2 separate regions of the Mus musculus genome follow, and region 1 is linked to region 2. Evidence: chromatin contacts called from public HiChIP or PLAC-seq data. All regions are on one chromosome and are shown on one strand. Each heading gives the region's core, a stretch centred on a gene start, on an enhancer-like site or on the middle of the called end of the contact. The rest is flanking DNA. Distances are from core to core; before and after follow the strand shown.

Region 1 (4,549 bases), core at 1,325-3,824, 53 kb after region 2:
TGCTGTGTGGAGAGAGAGAGAGAGAGAGAGAGAGAGAGAGAGAGAGAGAGAGAGAGAGAGCTGCACAGGATGAAGCAGCTGCCCTGAGCCCATCTGGTGCTGTGCACCTGGTCCTTGTCCAGCCGAGGGCCTGGGGGCAGAAGAACACACCATAGGGAGGCCCTTGTATGGGTGTCTGCCCTATGTGAGGTCATAGAATGTTAAATCTATTTTAAACGGTGAAACTGGAGAATTTTCATGTTATTTTCAATAATAGTGGTATCTAAAGATGTAGGCAACAAGACTAGACCACATTAAATGCATTTTGATCTCTTTGAATGCTACTGTGTTGAGATGTGCGTCTCACTGGCCTCTGCCTGCCTCTCCCGCCTGCGGAGCACTTACACTTCCTGGGGCCCCTGCAGCTGGACCATGTACAGGGCTCCCTGGGGCTTGTCCTCAGGGGCAGAGAAGGACATGGTGGCAGCAGCACTGAGAACAGGAGCATGGCCTCTCTCAGACCCCAGGGCAGTCATTCAGTCTTTTCCATGGACACTCCCCACCGCTCCACATACTGCCTCCGCCTCATTCTTGGGCTCTTCCTGCCTTGCTGTCTTTCCTTCCACACAGAAGCACCAAGCATCATCCATTCCCATAGGCAAGCCCAGGGCACTCCCAGAGCTCCTTCGGATACAGGAAGCCTGGCCCTGAGATGGGCAACTTTGTTTCCTCTTCAAGAGGGGAAGAGAAGGGCTGGGGGCTAAAAAGAAGCCCTTCCCCAGCACAAGTCAAACTGATGACACAACATGGCAGGGTGGGGTTGGAGCTGAGGCAAAGGCTGTTGGTGGGACCAGTTATCAGTTTGTTTTCTGGAAATTGCTTCCATTGTTCCTAAGGTTCAGACTCTGGGATCTCCATGGCCAAAGCCTGTGCAGAGGGAACCTCTTCCTTTGTCCAAACTGCTTCAGAGAGTGGATAGATCTCGAATCCTCTGCCTCAGCACAGGACTCTGAGGCCCTGCCTTCTGCAGATGTACAGGATTCCAGATGTGCAGAGGAGAGATGTGCTCTCTAGCCCCTGGGATAGTGGTCTAGGGGAATTTCAGCTGTACTTCCCTACAGCAGGGTCTGGAGTGGGGTGGACCGGGCTCTGGAGCTGCTCACTCTGTCTGGTAAGGCCCTGAGCCCTGGAGTTCTGCTGGGACCCTTCCACCAGAATCTAAGCCAGTTGGGGCCAGAATGTTGTGACCTTACTCTTTGTACACAAGCCTCCCCTACAGTACTGACCAGCAGGTCTAGGCCCTGCCTGTGGGTTGGTCCTGGCTGCTACACACTGCTCACATTTTGGGTCCCCTTGAGCTTGCAGTTTCTTAGCATTCTTTCTCCTGGCTGTGCTGATGTCCTAAAGGGCCTTAGGTCAGATTCAGGCCACTTGACTGCCAGGGGACTCATCCACCTGCAGGCTCACCATCAGTGAGACTGCTAATGGCCAGCTTACAAAGATCGTGAAAGAACCATCACTTAGCATTAAGTACTTTGGTTTAGCCTGGGGCTCTGGACCCTGTGCTCTGTAGACTTGAGGGCAAGTACAACAGCTGTACCTGAGTGGTCAAGGGACAAGTCACTTTCCTGCCCTCTCAGGAGTAAAATAGGTCACCTTGGGATTTGTATTCAGACGGGATGAACAGAAGTAGCTGGCACTTGGTCATGACTGGGGACAGAGTGCCCACTAAATTGAAGTGTATTGCCTGGAAGTCTGTTGATATTAGCCATGCCCTGGCAGACCAATCAGAAGGCATCAGTTCTCTGTGTTAGAGGAAAGTGTTTCAAGAGGATTAGAACTTGAACAAGATCATTGGAAAGCAGTTATTTGAGATGGGATCTAGCTAAGCCTCAGGCCCAAGCCATCTCCATGTTAGGGCAATCAACCCAAGACACTCCACACTCTGCCTACTGCTGGCAAGGGCAGTAGCCAAAGTCCTTGTCAGCTGAGGTACAGCCTGGTGAGCTCTCTGCCCTGGAATCACCCTGTTTACTGTGGCGGAGACCCTGGGACTTGAGAAAACTGTGCCTGGGTGTTTCCTTAGCATGGGAAGGCACATTAGAGTCTTCCACTTATTTCTGAGCAGTGATGGGAATTCCAAGGACACACCCTATTCCACAGTAATACACCGTCCATCCAGTCCCAATACGGTCTCCTCCCAACTTCCTGCCCCGCCGAGTGTAAAGTCTCAATTGATCCTTGCTACCTGGTCCTGTGTGAGCCCTGCTTCCTTCCCCTGTTCAGTTTCCCCTCCTCCTTTTCCTGCCCACCTGCCCCAGGCTTCCTACCTCTCTTTAGATTTTTAGACCTTTGCATGAATAGCTTCTTTTTCTGACTTCCTTTTAAAGCATTTTAAAATTACATAATTAATTGTGTGTGTGTGTGTGTGTGTGTGTGTGTGTGTGTGTGTGTGTCTAGGTCAAAGGACAACTTGAGAGTCAGTTCTCTCCTTCTTCCATCAGGACAGTTCGGGTTGTCAGGGTTGGCAGTCAGTGCCTTGGCTGGCCCCCTTCTCTCATCTTGGCCAATGAATGAAGGTCCTCCTCCTGTTCCTGAGCAGATAAGATAGACAGCTGGGTCTCCCTCTCTAGCCATGCCATCCTTATCTGTGTTACTGTGTAAGGGGGGGACTGGAACGCCCCTTCTTTAGCGTTTTCTTAGTCTCGAAAGTGACTCAGAAGGTATCTTGAGGATGACTTTTTAGCATTTGAGAGAATAGCAGCAGGTTGGGCAAGCTGTAGATTCCAGAAGTTTCCAGGAGAAGGAAGCTGGAGGAGGGCAAGATAAAAAGCCGTGCCCTGTGAGCTAGCTTGAGGGTAGCATATTCAGTAGCAGACAGAGGTCGGCCAGCAACAGTGGCACGGATGCATGCTGGGAAAGAGGCTGGGGAAAGGCTTCCCAGAGAAAGCCCTGAGTGTCAGAAAAAGCACACCCGGGTTTTGGCCCAGTATCCGAAAGAAAGAGATAGAAAAGAAGGAAGAATAAAAGTTACAGTTTTCTGAATAACTCTAAAAGGTGAGCGGGTTCCACAGCACTTCAGGACGGAAGAGCTCCGAGTTTACTCTAAGGGAGGGGCTTCTGGGAAGGACCCGAACATGATCTCATTAAGGGGGTAATTAGTCGGCCTCTGCCCTTAGGTGTCTTCAGGTGAATCAGATTTCCTGGGGTGGGGCTGGGTGGACTCCTGCCCAGGTGGTTGACAAGCCCATCTGGATTGGCTCCCGAGGGAGAAGACTGTAGAACATAATATTTGGAGAGGCTTACATTGCCTGGTCTCTACTAGGCCAGAGGTAGGGCTTAGATTCTATTATTTTGATCAGGAGGAAGTAGTTTTGCCTTAATGGGCCTCAATAAAATCCAAATATGTCCACCTTTTTGTATGGTAAATTTAAACCCTAAAAGGTGTCAAAGTTGATGTTTCTCTTTCTAGAGCTACTGGGGAAGTGGGACAAGGGTCCTAAAGTAGAGACCAGGAAGTGGGGTGCATCCTCAATGGCTTCAGAGGCTGTTAATCCCTCTAATGCCTGGGCTTGTTCATTGTCTGCCCTAGGGCTATTAAGTTGGTCAGGGTGAGCATTCATCTCTTGGTCTTCTTGAGTCCCTAGGGCCAGAAGTGGGTACAGTATATATACCTCTATGTGTATGCGAATGGATGGAGCATGAGGCCTGCAGGCTTCCCATCTATAGAGAGGGCTCTGCAGCCCCTCTTGTGTCCCAACCTAGACAAAGCCTGGCCATCAGCCACCTATTGAAGGGAAGGGCCTTGCCCGAGGTGGGATCCCAGGGCTGAGTTGGCATGGAGTGGGCGGGCTTTGTGCTAGGTGGAATTTGGACTTAGGAAGCCCCTGTGCTCTCTCTTGACCTATTCTCCTTCTTAGAGAATGCAGGAAGGGCTCGTTCTAGGCTGGTGAGAATTCAGAAACCCAGGCTGTGGCTCTGTCCGCTAGTCTACCTGTCACTCTTTCCATACAAGGAGAGAAGCCATCCTTCCTACAAGTGTTTGTGAGCTGCCACTCTCTCCCGGGAACTCAGCCAGGCTCAGCCTTTGCTGTCCAGCGATTTCCACTCATGAGGTTGAGGAGGTAGATGCTGAGTTAGGGTCCTGGTCCAATTCCCCTAGAAGTGAGGATTCTGATTAATGGAGTACCGTCCAAGGAAAAGAAAGAGCAACATAGTATAGAGGGAAGGCACTAGGTGAGGAGTGGTGGCGGGCGGCAGCAGCCAGCAGCAGTCCAGCTTCACGGCTGCTCTAGAGTACAGAGGCCAGCAGGAGCAGTCCCGCCTCCGAGGGCACTGGGGTTTGTAACTTTCAGGGACAGCCTCTGGCTATAGCTACCCCAAGAGTTCTGTTTCTGAGCATGGTGGATCCTGTCCACTGAAGGTGAGTTTCCCGAGAAGGGTAACTGAGGGCGGGTGCTCCTTTGAGAAGGGGCCATGGCCAGAGCACAGCCCAGAGCAGTGCAGTAGTGTGATCCAAGGTTAGGGTGTTGGGGCACAAACCGGGAGGTCTAACTAGCTAGAGGAACCA
Region 2 (4,607 bases), core at 644-3,143:
TTCAGGAGAAGGTAGACATCAGGACATCATGTGCCTGTCCAAGGCAGGCCTGGGGGCCTGGGGACCTGGGAATAGAGTCCCTGGGGTTACCCGTTTTCTCTCTATTGCAGCCCCTAACAGTGACTAGACAGGAAGGCATGGCCATCTGAAGGACACACTTGGTTCTGAGACACCTCTCCCTACCACTGTGAAACTAGATAAGCAACTATTCCTTGATGAGCCTCAATGTCTTTATCTGTAAAGTGGGTCCATAGATCATATGGCCTCCCAGAGGATCGTAATGGCAGCAGAGTAACTCTAGCTAAGTCCTTGGCACAGAGGCCAGCACAGATTGCTTGAACACCCAAGACCCACCAGCCGTTTGACTCAGCCCCTTCCTCAGCTAAGAACTGTACATGCGCTCATCTCTTTTAACCCTCACCCCAGTGCCATAACTCAGGGAACCTCATGATGTCCATGTGATCACAGGGAATCCAGAGACCCAGTGCTGTTGTACCTGGCGCTCAGGGTTGCTCAGTTGAGTTAGGGTAAGCATAACCCAAAGTGGGAGAGTTTTCTGGGGACTCTGGGGTCTGGATGAGGAGTCGGCTCCTGGAGGTGGGATGGTGGGTTTTGCAGAGCGCTGAAGAAGCTTCCAGAGCCTGGGCATCTGGGTGGCCAGAAAGCTGCGCTTCTTGGCTAGGATCCTGCATCGAGTGTCTCTGCTATTCAAATGCATAATTATATTTCACATTACAGAGAGGCTGGAGACCAGGGGGCTGGGGAGTTTTGTGAAGCTTGTGTTCTGCCTGCAGACCAGCCTTCTTGACCTGGTTCTTCAGTGTTAGGGTTGAGCTGGGGGTCAGCTCTATGATAAAATGGGATTTCCCTGAGGCCAGCTAGGCTGATCTGTCTGCTAGGCTGAAAGGTCCAGGCTCTGCAGGAGGCGAGGCCCAGACAATAGGCTCCAGGAGACTGGGAGAGGAGAGTACCAGGGGTGCCTTCCAGACAAGAGTGGGCAAGGGGAGGGGAGTCACATGGAATCAAATCAGCAGAAAGGCCAGAAGGAGGAGCACAGAAAAAGCAAGAGATGAAAGCTAAATACAACACATGATGGGAAGAAGCGATATGGTGTTTAAAGAGGATGGGGTGTGCCTGTAACCCTGTGCTTTGGTGTGTAAGGGGAAAGAACGCGTGAGCTCAGAAGCGAGCCTGTGTGGATGTGTTGACTGATCCCACCCCGTATGTGCATATGTGACTATGACTGCACCTGTGCACCTTAGCCACCGCGCTCCTCATCACATGCATCTCGTGCAGGTGTCGCCTGAGCTTGCTATCCTGCTGTGTGCAGCCCGTCCAGATTCCCTTGCCTGCCTGTAGTCTGAGTATTTATTATATGCTCGCCATGCACCTGTGTGTGCGCGTGTCCCCAGGAAGATGTGTGTGTATGGGTGTGTGTGTGCCACGCGCGTGCGCGCGTATGTGTTCGCGCGCGCGCGCTCCAGTGCGCAAGTGGCTGGTGCGTGTGGGGGGCAGCTGGGGCCAAGAGGGGCCACCGGGCCAGGCCAGGGCGGTGGTGGGCGGGATCAGCGGCGCCGCGGCGCAGGGCGGGCGTGCTTTTGGCGGAGAGTTGGAGGAGTTACCGAGAAGGGCTACTGTGGCAGCGGGGCGCGGAGCTGGGTGCGCGCAGAGCTTCTGCCTCCCGCCGCCTCCTCGCCCTCCATTCCTCGTTCCCCGTCTTCCCCCGGCCACGCCGCGACTGCGCTGCCACCGCCTCCCTGAGAACGGTCGCCGGGGGAGGGTGCCCTGTACGATCGAAGCCCGTTGGGAGGTGCAGGACACCCACACCCGGCTCAGGGGAGCGCGCCCGGCCCTGCCCGGGATCAGATAACTGCGGCGGGGGAGGGGGTGGGTCGGCGCTTCTTGTCGCGGGACTGAGCGACAGAAGCCAGCGGCGAGCCCGGAGCGAGCGCCGAGTGGCTGGGGGCGCCGTCTGGGCGTGCGCCCCCGACCTATGGCTGGCTGGTGGCACCCAGCGCCCGGGAGCGACGCGCCCCTCGGCGTGGAGCGCTCCCAGGGGCTGCGCTGAGGCGGCGGCGGCAACGGTGGCAATGCAGCCAGCGCAGCGGCGGCCGGGACCGGGAACGGCCGCGCGGAGCTTGGAGGACGCGGGACGCGCCGCGCCCCGGCCACTGACCGAGGTAAGAGCGCGGCCGCGGGCGCACGGCCCACCCGCTCGGCCCCAGTTCCCCGCAGACAGCTTCCCGCCCCGGGTGAACGAGGGGTGGTGCAGCAACAGGGAAGGTGAGGCAGAAGAGCTCCCTCCGTTCCTTTTTCTCCTTTCCCGTGGTGAACCACCAGATGAAATGCTGACAGAGAGCTTTTCTTCCCCTGCCATGTTTCGGGCTACAGCCACCAGGGAACTTTGCTCCGGGCTAACGTCTTTCCAGGGGTGTATATATGTGTTGCGGGGGCGGGAGGGGCGGCTCTCGGAAACTTTGAGGAGCTCTTGATTCCCCTCGGCCGGCTGGATTGAGGGGGCTCGTAAAGCAGCGGGCGGAGCCACTTTTGCGCGCGGCATAGGTCCTAGGCGTGACCTTACCCGAGAGACCTGTGATCAAGATGGGGTACAGAGTGAGTGCACAGGTTTGGCTAGCGACCTGAGAATGCTCCCGGCTAAGACCTGGGATCTTTGGAGACATTTCTTTCCCGTCGCCTGTGCTGTAATGGAGTCAAAATAGTCTGGAGGTGGTTCTTAACCATCCATCTAGCCTGCAAGTCCAGGGCACCTTTTGCTTCTTAAATTTGGTCTTGAGAAACCCCAAAAGGGGCTCAGTGCAGAGTCTCTCCTAGACGCACAAGTCTATTCTGGTGTCCTGTGGGGGAACTGCACCCTTTGGAAGAGGCAGCTGGGGTGGCGAGCCTATGAAGAGCTTTGGGGGAGAGCGGGAGAGCTGAGGCCCTAGACACCCAACACCCGGACACCCGTACCTGCCTTAATTTGTGCACATGTCCTATGACTACCTTAGAGCTCACAAGAAATTGTCCTTTGGTGAAGGCCTCCAGTTCTAGGAGGTTCTGCCGCCCTACTGATAGACCTGGTGGGATTGGGGCTGCCCCTCTGGCCATTCCCAGAGTGTGATACTGTCTTTGGTCCTTTCTAGTTTCTTCCTTACTACCTGTACCCAAGCCCAAAGCTGGCAGTAATGATCTAGGGACTTCCTGGCCTTGGCATCCACCTCCTGAGCACTGGTTAGAGGCTTCAGCTCTCTGGATTGCCTAGGTGCCCACATGCTCACAGAAATCAGCTGCCGCCTCCTCCAAGGTGGAAACCCACAAGGCTTAGGCTCCCAGCCTTTACACACTCTTTGAGAGATAAGCAAAAGCCCGCCCTGGCTGCTGTCCCACCTGACTAGACTCACTCCAGCCTGGCACTGCACCAGGTGCCTGATTTGGGACCCCTTTACCAAAATCTGCCCATGAACAGGAGAGGGCCAGGGAGGGGAGGCGGATCTGAGTACCAGGCTTCTCCTTGAATATTCCTTCCTCTGCATCCCTTTAGGGTCTGTAGGGGAACCCCAAAGAGACTTCTCAGTTCTTCTGAAATCATCAGTTGTGTTCAAGGGGTCCCTCCAATTGGTCAGGAGACACAAGGGTCTTTGTCATAGCAGGTGACCCTGGATAGGCTGAGCCACTCGTGAGAATAAATGCATGGCTGTGGGCATATGGCCCACCAGACCAGCCTCAGCATTGTGGGAACGGGGATGGGGGGTGGGGGAGGCTCAGACATCCTTAGGGACAAGGTAGGTAGAGCTGGTGCTGCTGGACCATCTTCTCCATTGAGATACTGCTATATGCGGACAGAAAGTGCCTTGTAAATACAGTGTTCACACAGGACTGACATTTGTGTACTTCAAGCCCTAATTGTTCCCATCTGTCTTGGGTTGGGTGGGCACAATGGCGTGATGGATTTGTCCTCTATCACTGAGCTCTCTAGGCAAGGTCCCCTGTAGATGTGTGTCTAGTGGAGGGAGGTTTAGGAGGCTGTGCTGTGTTGGGAGAGGTATCCGCGGCAGGTGCTTCCAGAGCCATGCAACATGTTAGGTCAAAACAGAAGGTTTGCCTCATTTTCCCCGAATCAGAAGGCTTTTTATGCAGACTCCTGTGTTTCTCTCTGCTCTGCCCTAGGCAGGACTGGGCAGTACTGAGTGGCTCTCTAGCAGTGAACTAACATGGCAGCAATAACAGTAACAACACTGGCCACAGTGGCACCTCTAGGCTCTGCGACACTGGGGCTAGTACAGCCGGCAGACAGTTTCCTCTGGCTCAGCCAGGCCTCCGGTGCCTGGAGCCATAGTTGGTATGACCAGTCATGGCACCCAAAGGCTTTGGCACAAAGCTATTGTGGAAGTGACTGCGTCATCAGTCTCAGCCATCTCTGTGGTCCTTGCCAGCCCCCGGGCAGGGTCTGCTAGTATACTGTGAGCTTTGCTCAATAGTCGGTCTCAATTCCCTGATCCTAACTCCTGCTCTGGGCAAGACCCTTCCTGCAACAGATGCAGCTGGGCCTGGTGGCTGGGCTGTGTCCAGGGCTGTGCTGTGAGTGAAACATGGGCACAGTTACCCCT

The links. HiChIP or PLAC-seq counts read pairs in DNA pulled down with a chosen protein or histone mark.
Region 1: an H3K27ac HiChIP or PLAC-seq map of heart atrium shows a contact between it and region 2, with 11 read pairs. The contact joins the enhancer-like site here to the promoter of Kcnj12 in region 2. A contact is called at or near these places in 5 of 39 promoter capture datasets (the 3T3-L1 cell line, cranial neural crest, embryonic stem cells and 1 more), 7 of 484 Hi-C or Micro-C datasets (bone marrow-derived macrophages, cerebellar granule neurons, cortical neurons and 4 more), 7 of 115 datasets of contacts at active chromatin or transcription factors (SST interneurons, VIP interneurons, cardiomyocytes and 2 more) and 3 of 9 other capture datasets (adipose tissue, macrophages and pancreatic islet).

Annotation. Positions count from the first base shown.
Region 1 is chr11:61,072,952-61,077,500 of GRCm38.p6, forward strand. It overlaps Kcnj12 (potassium inwardly-rectifying channel, subfamily J, member 12), which reads left to right. Exons shown (of 2, transcript NM_001267593.1): 2 at 1-316. Among named protein-coding and RNA genes, the nearest start is that of Tnfrsf13b, 52 kb to the right of the region's middle. Within about 2 kb of position 2,575, at least 27 of the 459 cell types and tissues checked have an H3K27ac peak or open chromatin away from gene starts, as enhancers often do. A contact at or near this core is called in heart atrium, where this site is marked.
Region 2 is chr11:61,020,671-61,025,277 of GRCm38.p6, forward strand. It overlaps Kcnj12 (potassium inwardly-rectifying channel, subfamily J, member 12), which reads left to right and starts at 1,894. Exons shown (of 2, transcript NM_001267593.1): 1 at 1,894-2,180.